2 separate regions of the Gossypium hirsutum genome follow, and region 1 is linked to region 2. The links are chromatin contacts, called in public Hi-C maps. All regions are on one chromosome and are shown on one strand. The core of a region is the stretch at or near the end of the contact, and the rest is flanking DNA. Distances in the headings are between cores, read along the strand shown.

Region 1 (3,200 bases), core at 475-2,974, 670 kb after region 2:
ATCTACTGCCTTATAAAGAGGCACCTTGGCACAACAAGATCATACCTGATCAAATATGCCTTATAAAGAGTTTGAAGTGCATTTTTGTTGTCTAAAACTAACGTGAACTCCTTAACAAAACCAGTGGTCTTATGATTCGATACGGGTGCCAAGAAGAAAAATACCTGATCAAGTTTTGCCTCGTGCTCAAATATAAACTCGTCAATCGTTTGTTGCAGTACCTTCAAGCCAGGCCTACTTCGGTGGTAGTCTGTAAGCCATTCTGCAGTTTAAGAAAACTTGTCCATCAACTGTCTATAGAATGAAAAACTTGTCTATCAACCAACAACCTTAAAATAAACAATAAAACTAAAACCCAGATAAGAAAAGGCATGCTAACTCATATTAAAAAAAAAAAAAAAGAAACTGATTTTAGCTACAAGTTCGACAATTTCTATACCAAGTACTGTGATGCAAATCCTAAACAAAAAAGGAAATAAAGACTTAAACTAATAAGTTTTAGAGCAAAATTAAAAATATATATGCCTCAATGTGATGGAAAACAATATTGCTGCAGAAGTTTCTCTCTACTATAATACCAAAAGCTTAAAATATTTAAAGGAAAGTCACCAGTTTCATACTTTTCATGCCTTTTGAGCAGTCGTCATCTCCCGAAGGTATTTCATAAACTTCATCCTGATTAGCTCCTTTACTCGTTTCCAACAATTGCCCCTTTGATTTCTTTTTTCTGTCTTTTCTAAATTTTTCTACAAGAAAAAAACCCGAAAATGACTATATAACATCAAAGCGCAATTCAAATAATAAAGTTGATGAAATTCTAAATAAACCAAACAAAACCCATCACTCATTTACAACTTTTTAGTCTTGCTTTCAGAATGTATCAAACCATGGAGTCTGCAATTGCAATGTCAGAGTTGATGAAATTTTAAAAAAACCAAACAAAACCAACCACTTATTTACTACATTTAATCTTCCATTCAGTATGTATCAACCATGGAATCAGCAAATGCAATATTATAGTTCACGAAATTTTAAATAAACCAAGCAAACCCATCACTTATTCACAACTTTTAGTCTTTCTTTCAGAATGTATCGGCCATGTAGTCTGCAATGTTAGAGTTGACGAAATTATAAACAAACAAACAAAAAACCCATAAATTATTTACAAGTGGCAACTTTTAATCTTGCTTTAAGAAGTATCAGCCATGGAGTCTTTGATCTTCCTCTCACCATTTAAATATATATTTTTTTAAAAATAAAGTCTCACCTTGAAGATGAACTTCAGTCCCGTCAACAGGCTTATCAAAAATTCCAACGCTAGCATTGATTTTCTCTTTGCTTTTTCTTATCTTCTTGCTTAATTTATCCTTTTTCTTCCCTTGTTTTGTTGCAACTAAATTCTCCGCTGAAACCAACGGCACACAAAGCAAACCCATTGCAACAGAGTTAATTGCATATATGCAAATATCATTTGAAGACAAATCAGTAGAAAAAAAAGTTCCATTGATATTTACTCATTTGAGCAGCTTCGGAAACACAAACAGCATTAGCCTTGTCTTTACTGGTCTTCTTCTTCATGGTGCTTCTTCAAATAATCAACTCTATTCCGAGCTTAAAAATTGCTACTGCAATGGTGAAAGAAGATAAAAGAGAGTAGAAAAACGGGATAGAGCTTAAAATAGCTGCGACAATGGTGAAGAAGATAAAAGAGAAAAGGGTATCTTTCTAATTCTCTATTAGGGCAATAAGCTAAGAGTTGGGCTTTTTATTTGGGTTTAGATAGTTCAAAACTATAAACTTGGACCTAAATATATTAAACCCGAAAGCCTCAGACAGTTTAACCCTAAGTCTGCAAGCCACGGGTCCAAATTATTACAAATATGTGAATAAAGCAGGGAGTTCAAACTTCATCAAATTGTTTCAATCCTTTCCCTCGGGCTCCCACCATGACTCTAGAAATCGAAGCTCGAGAGTACGTTTCCATTCTATGCTTTTGCTGTTTTCTTGTTTTCTGGTTCTGGGTAATGCTCAAGATGCTGACATCAATTTCTAACTTCTGTTTTGTTTTGGTTATTACATTTTTTTTTCTTCTTCTTTTGGGTCAGCGTTATTAAGATTGTGCTCCAATTTTGCAAAGAAAATTCCTTGCATCAAACGTTTCAAACGTTACAGAACGAGTGTCAGGTTTCTCTGAATACTGTAGATAGCATCGAGACGTTTGTTGCTGATATTAACAGTGGAAGATGGGATGCCATTTTGCCTCAAGTGGCTCAACTGAAGCTCCCAAGGAATAAACTGGAGGACTTATATGAGCAGGTTTGGACTCTTATCTTCCATTACTCTGGAAACTAGTTTTTCATACACATTGCTTTATATGAATGAAATTTAGGGTGATTTTTGATGTTTCTTTCGCTAGATGCTTTTTACTTCCTCCAAATAATGAGAAAAAAATGTCGGTGTTTCACTTTTTTAAAATATAATTGCATGATTTTGTTTTCTCTATAGAACAATTACGTTAGAATTGGATTGGTTGTTTTTCTTTGTAAGTTTTTTTCTTTTTCGTTTTTAGTTCTTGTCTACCCGTAATGCACCCAACCCTATCTAAATTAACTCACTGAATGAAGATATTACACCCCTAAGCTCTCTTATGCTCACAACCTTCAAGAGTCTTTCGGCTGTATGTATGGGATCTGAGTTACTACTTAGTTGCCTTTTTCCTGTATAAGTTACAACAACATTTAAGAACTCAAATGCAAGTTGTAAAGTAACAGTCTACCTGCCATCTATCAATTTTATTGCTTCATATAGTAGCTTCTTGGGATGTAAAATATAAGTAGTACTCAAGTGTAGTGTTGTCTAGGCATGCGCCTAGGCGTGCTTGCCCCTTATGGCTCAGCATTGGACAAGGAAAACACCTCATTCCCTTTCGGGCAAGGCCAATTTAATCGGGTGCACGCTTGGTGAGCCTAGGTGCGCTTTCTTGTAAGGAAATAGGCATACAACAGAAAAAGCCCATCTCATTGAAGTTCTCTTTAATTTTTTTTCCACTTTTTTTATTAGATATACCTTTACTAGGAAGAAAGGGATGGTATTGAACTCTATACTTCTAAGTATTCGAGCATTCAAAAACAGACATGGACATAAGAAAATCATGTCTATTGACCAATAAAAATAAGGGTTGTGCATGGAGCAAAATAAGG
Region 2 (3,568 bases), core at 301-2,800:
CTCTGGTTTCTCCCACTTAAACTCAGATCTGGTAGCCATCTTAAGCTCCTCTAAATGATCCTCATTTCTTACCAAGAAATACAATCCCTTGGGCAAACCTATCACTCTATGAACAAATATAGCAGCATGAACCTCCGCATCCCAAGAGAGAGCCCGAAATGGCAATGTTGATTGTCTTCTATGCTTCTCCCCCTTCCCTGATGGAAGGCAGTGCAACAAAATCTGATAAAATGTTTGCCTATCCATTACGGTTACTCCATCCATATCAACTGCACTCCTCCTTTTCCTAACAACTTCCCTAATTGTAAAACCTTTGTAAGAGTTTTCACTACAGATCCCACTGCTTTTAAATTGATCAACTAGAAATTCACCCTTTTGAATCGTCAATGGCTTTTTAACTGCCTCGGCTGTCCTATAAATTATGTCCCAACAAATATGTTCCTTGCTAAGCGAATTTGACTTCCCTTTCCACTCCAAATTCGTAAACTCATTTACTACAGAACTCAATTCCTTATAGTTCACATCGAATGGATTACTCCCGTTAGGAAAAACAAGAATCAAACAATCTGGGTGCTCAAATTCAATCTCAGGAAACTTGCCTTTGATTGGTCTTGATGGTATTTTAAAGTCCGGGAAAAACTGAAGCCCCATTAGCTTCTCCAAATCCTTGTATCCAAACCCATCTAGAAGCTTGACATCCCAGCCAAGCGTTGCGGCAGCCATTGCAATAGCTCCAATTGCATGACCCACATCGTGATTGCAGTAACGAAACGCACGTTCTCCGTATTTCCATGCTTCTCGCCAGAAAATAGAAGAAATTCCAATGAGAAATGAATTATCAGGAAAGAAGTTGGGGAAAAACCCAGATGGGATTGTGGCACGAAGCTCGAGAGAGTGTTCTTTGGGAGCATAATGGGCTACAAAAGGAGAATCAGAGATTGATTGAATAGGAGGGGCAATAAGGTAAGCCTCGGTGGGATGCAAATTGCCGCTGCTGGGGTTAACCCGAAGGGACCAAGTGGAAAACCCGGTGGTTTTCCAAGCTGAAAGAGCCAAAGAATCGAAAAAGAGTTGGGAGATAGTGGAATGGGAGATGGGTTTAGGAGGAGGAAGAGAATGGAAGAGAGAAGAATACAAAGGAGCATCATCTGTCACCGCAACTATTGGTCTGTCAGTGGGAAAATGGAGGAGAGGAAGCAGAGGAGCAGAGATGTAACGACGGAAAGGGTTAGGTTGATTGGCCCAGTCAAGGCCACGCGGTCCTCTGGCATAGTTGGCGAAACCATGCTTCGTTTGATGATGGTATGTGAGGGCTTGAGCTACCTTTTCTTGCAGCTCTTCTTCTTCTTCTTCTTGTTTTCTAACGGAGTTGTCTACAGATGACGCTGAAGGGGAAGAAGAAGAGAAAGAGGCGATTGGGATCATTGTCTTGTTGGTTGAAGGAAGACGGTGGAAACGTGGAGAGTTGAGCGGCAAAGGAAGTCTTGAAGGAAGGAATTTTGACGCCATAACTAACAGATTTTGTAATAATAGTAGTAGAAACAAGAAAAATCCAGATTTTGTAGCAATGCCTCCCTCCATAATAAAAGGAAATAAGCCCAATGGAATTATGGGCTAAGGGATTGGCTTTGAGAAGGCATCCCAATTCATCCATCTCACCCAGCAAAACCAAAATCACGTAATCTTTCTTTTTGGGTAAGCTACATTAGTGATCAACAAAATATGTAAAATCTTTTATTTTAATCACTCAACCACAAAAAAATTACAATTTCATCCTTAACTATTTTGATCACTCTAAGCCTTCTTTAATGCTTCTAGATAGACTTTTGGAATAAAAAGTACTTTTCCTTAAAACTATTAAAAAACAAACATTATTTCAGAAAAATTTTTAACTAAAAAAAGTATTTTTTGACAAATGGAGAAGTTGAAAATTTTAACTTTTTCTTCAGCCAAAAGTACTTTTGGCTTCTATTTACATTTTTAACCTTTGTCTTCTCCTAAAATTTTTAGTATTTATATTTGGTATATAAATATTATCCCTTTTTAAAACTTTAATCCAAATATATGTAATATTTTAATTTGTTAGGTTTATGTTTTCTATATTATGTTAATATCTAATATGAGTTATATATTCAAATACATCTTAAAATAAAATAATACAAATGTGTTAAAAGTATTAATTAAAAATAAAAAATAATTTTTAAAATAATACAATTGTGTCAATATCTAATTACAAATATTTAATTATTATATTTAAATATTTAAATATATTTTATATATTCTAATTAAATTTAATAAATAATTAATATTAATTACTTAGAAATATTTAAAATTAATATTATATATTAAAATATTAACAATAAGTTATAATAAATTATTTTTTATATTTTTACTAAAATATCATAACATTAACTAATTTGAACATTATTTAAATACGTATTTGTTACTTTATAATATTATGTCTAAAATAGACATTTTATTTCTCAAAAGCACTTTTTGACAGTAATACCAAACACTCAAATTTTTCAAAAGCACTTTTCCACGGCACTTTTCAAAAATACTTTTCAAAAGTAATGAAGAACTGGCCCTAAATGTTTCTGATGTTTTACTCCATGCGGGTTAGAGGGGAATTAGGAGATTCACTTATTTTGTGAGTAAACAAATGTAGCAAACTTTGCGCTTTTTTTTTCCTTTTGGGTTAGTAAATGTTTTTTACTTCTCCCAAAAAAAACATTTTACCTAATTGTTAACTAATTAATAGTTTTTTTATTGGTATAATAATAAAATTAATCCTCAATAGTTATATTTTACATCAATTTAACTCTAATTTTATTTAAAAATTATAAAAAGATAAATTTCTTTTTATGAATTGGCTTAATTGAATAAGAGGTATCTAAATTATTGGATCTTGTGCCCTAAGTGTAATATTTTCGTCTATGTACACTTGTAATTTTTTTCGAACAGATTGGTTAATAAAATTATTCATGAATATCTTTTGTATAATGTTCACATATGATTTTTGCATGTAAAGCAAAATAGAAGCAAATATTAGCTTACAGGTTGTCTAATGTTTAACTAATACTAAGCGGTAGTGCGTGGTCGGATTGCAATGCAAAAACACAACTTATATTAGTAGATGAACCTAAACATGTCCTTAGTCTAATCGAAAATGAGCAAATTTATAGAAAGAATAGTATGTCGTCTATCAAGTTCAATTGGGGAGATGCCTTGTGTTGAGCATCGAAGTGGATGACTCCTAAAAAATAGGCACATAAATGTGATTGACCGGACTGACATTACATCGGGCTAGACCAAGAAGAATAAACCCTAAATCCGTTTATGGATTTATTCACTTGTGACGTTCAAAGTGTGGCATACCTTAATCCTGAGTGGATGACAGACTATGCATGTGTGACTCGTATACTTTGATGTAAGTAAAAGTCTAAGTTCAAAAAAATAAGGAACTTAAAGCTAGTGCGTTAGGTATACGACTTCTATAGTATGTAGCGTAATTCACAACAGAGGAATTCATAGCTCGAGATATGGGTAAATGATATCCTCTTATTGT

What was found. Hi-C and Micro-C count contacts between places; a contact is called where the count stands out from the background.
Region 1: a Hi-C map of leaf shows a contact between it and region 2, with 1.8 times the contacts expected there. The contact joins the promoter of LOC107920256 here to the promoter of LOC107920725 in region 2. A contact is called at or near these places in 2 of 34 Hi-C or Micro-C datasets (hypocotyl and leaf).

Annotation. Positions count from the first base shown.
Region 1 is chrD13:42,150,181-42,153,380 of Gossypium_hirsutum_v2.1, forward strand. LOC107920256 (ribosomal RNA-processing protein 7 homolog A) reads right to left here and starts at 1,725. Exons shown (of 6, transcript XM_016849866.2): 1 at 1,515-1,725; 2 at 1,268-1,405; 3 at 621-746; 4 at 165-262. The coding sequence starts at 1,578. LOC107920255 (suppressor of mec-8 and unc-52 protein homolog 1) reads left to right here and starts at 1,831. Exons shown (of 16, transcript XM_016849865.2): 1 at 1,831-1,972; 2 at 2,106-2,316. The coding sequence starts at 1,947.
Region 2 is chrD13:41,476,095-41,479,662 of Gossypium_hirsutum_v2.1, forward strand. LOC107920725 reads right to left here and starts at 1,551. Exons shown (of 3, transcript XM_016850560.2): 1 at 1-1,551. The coding sequence starts at 1,509.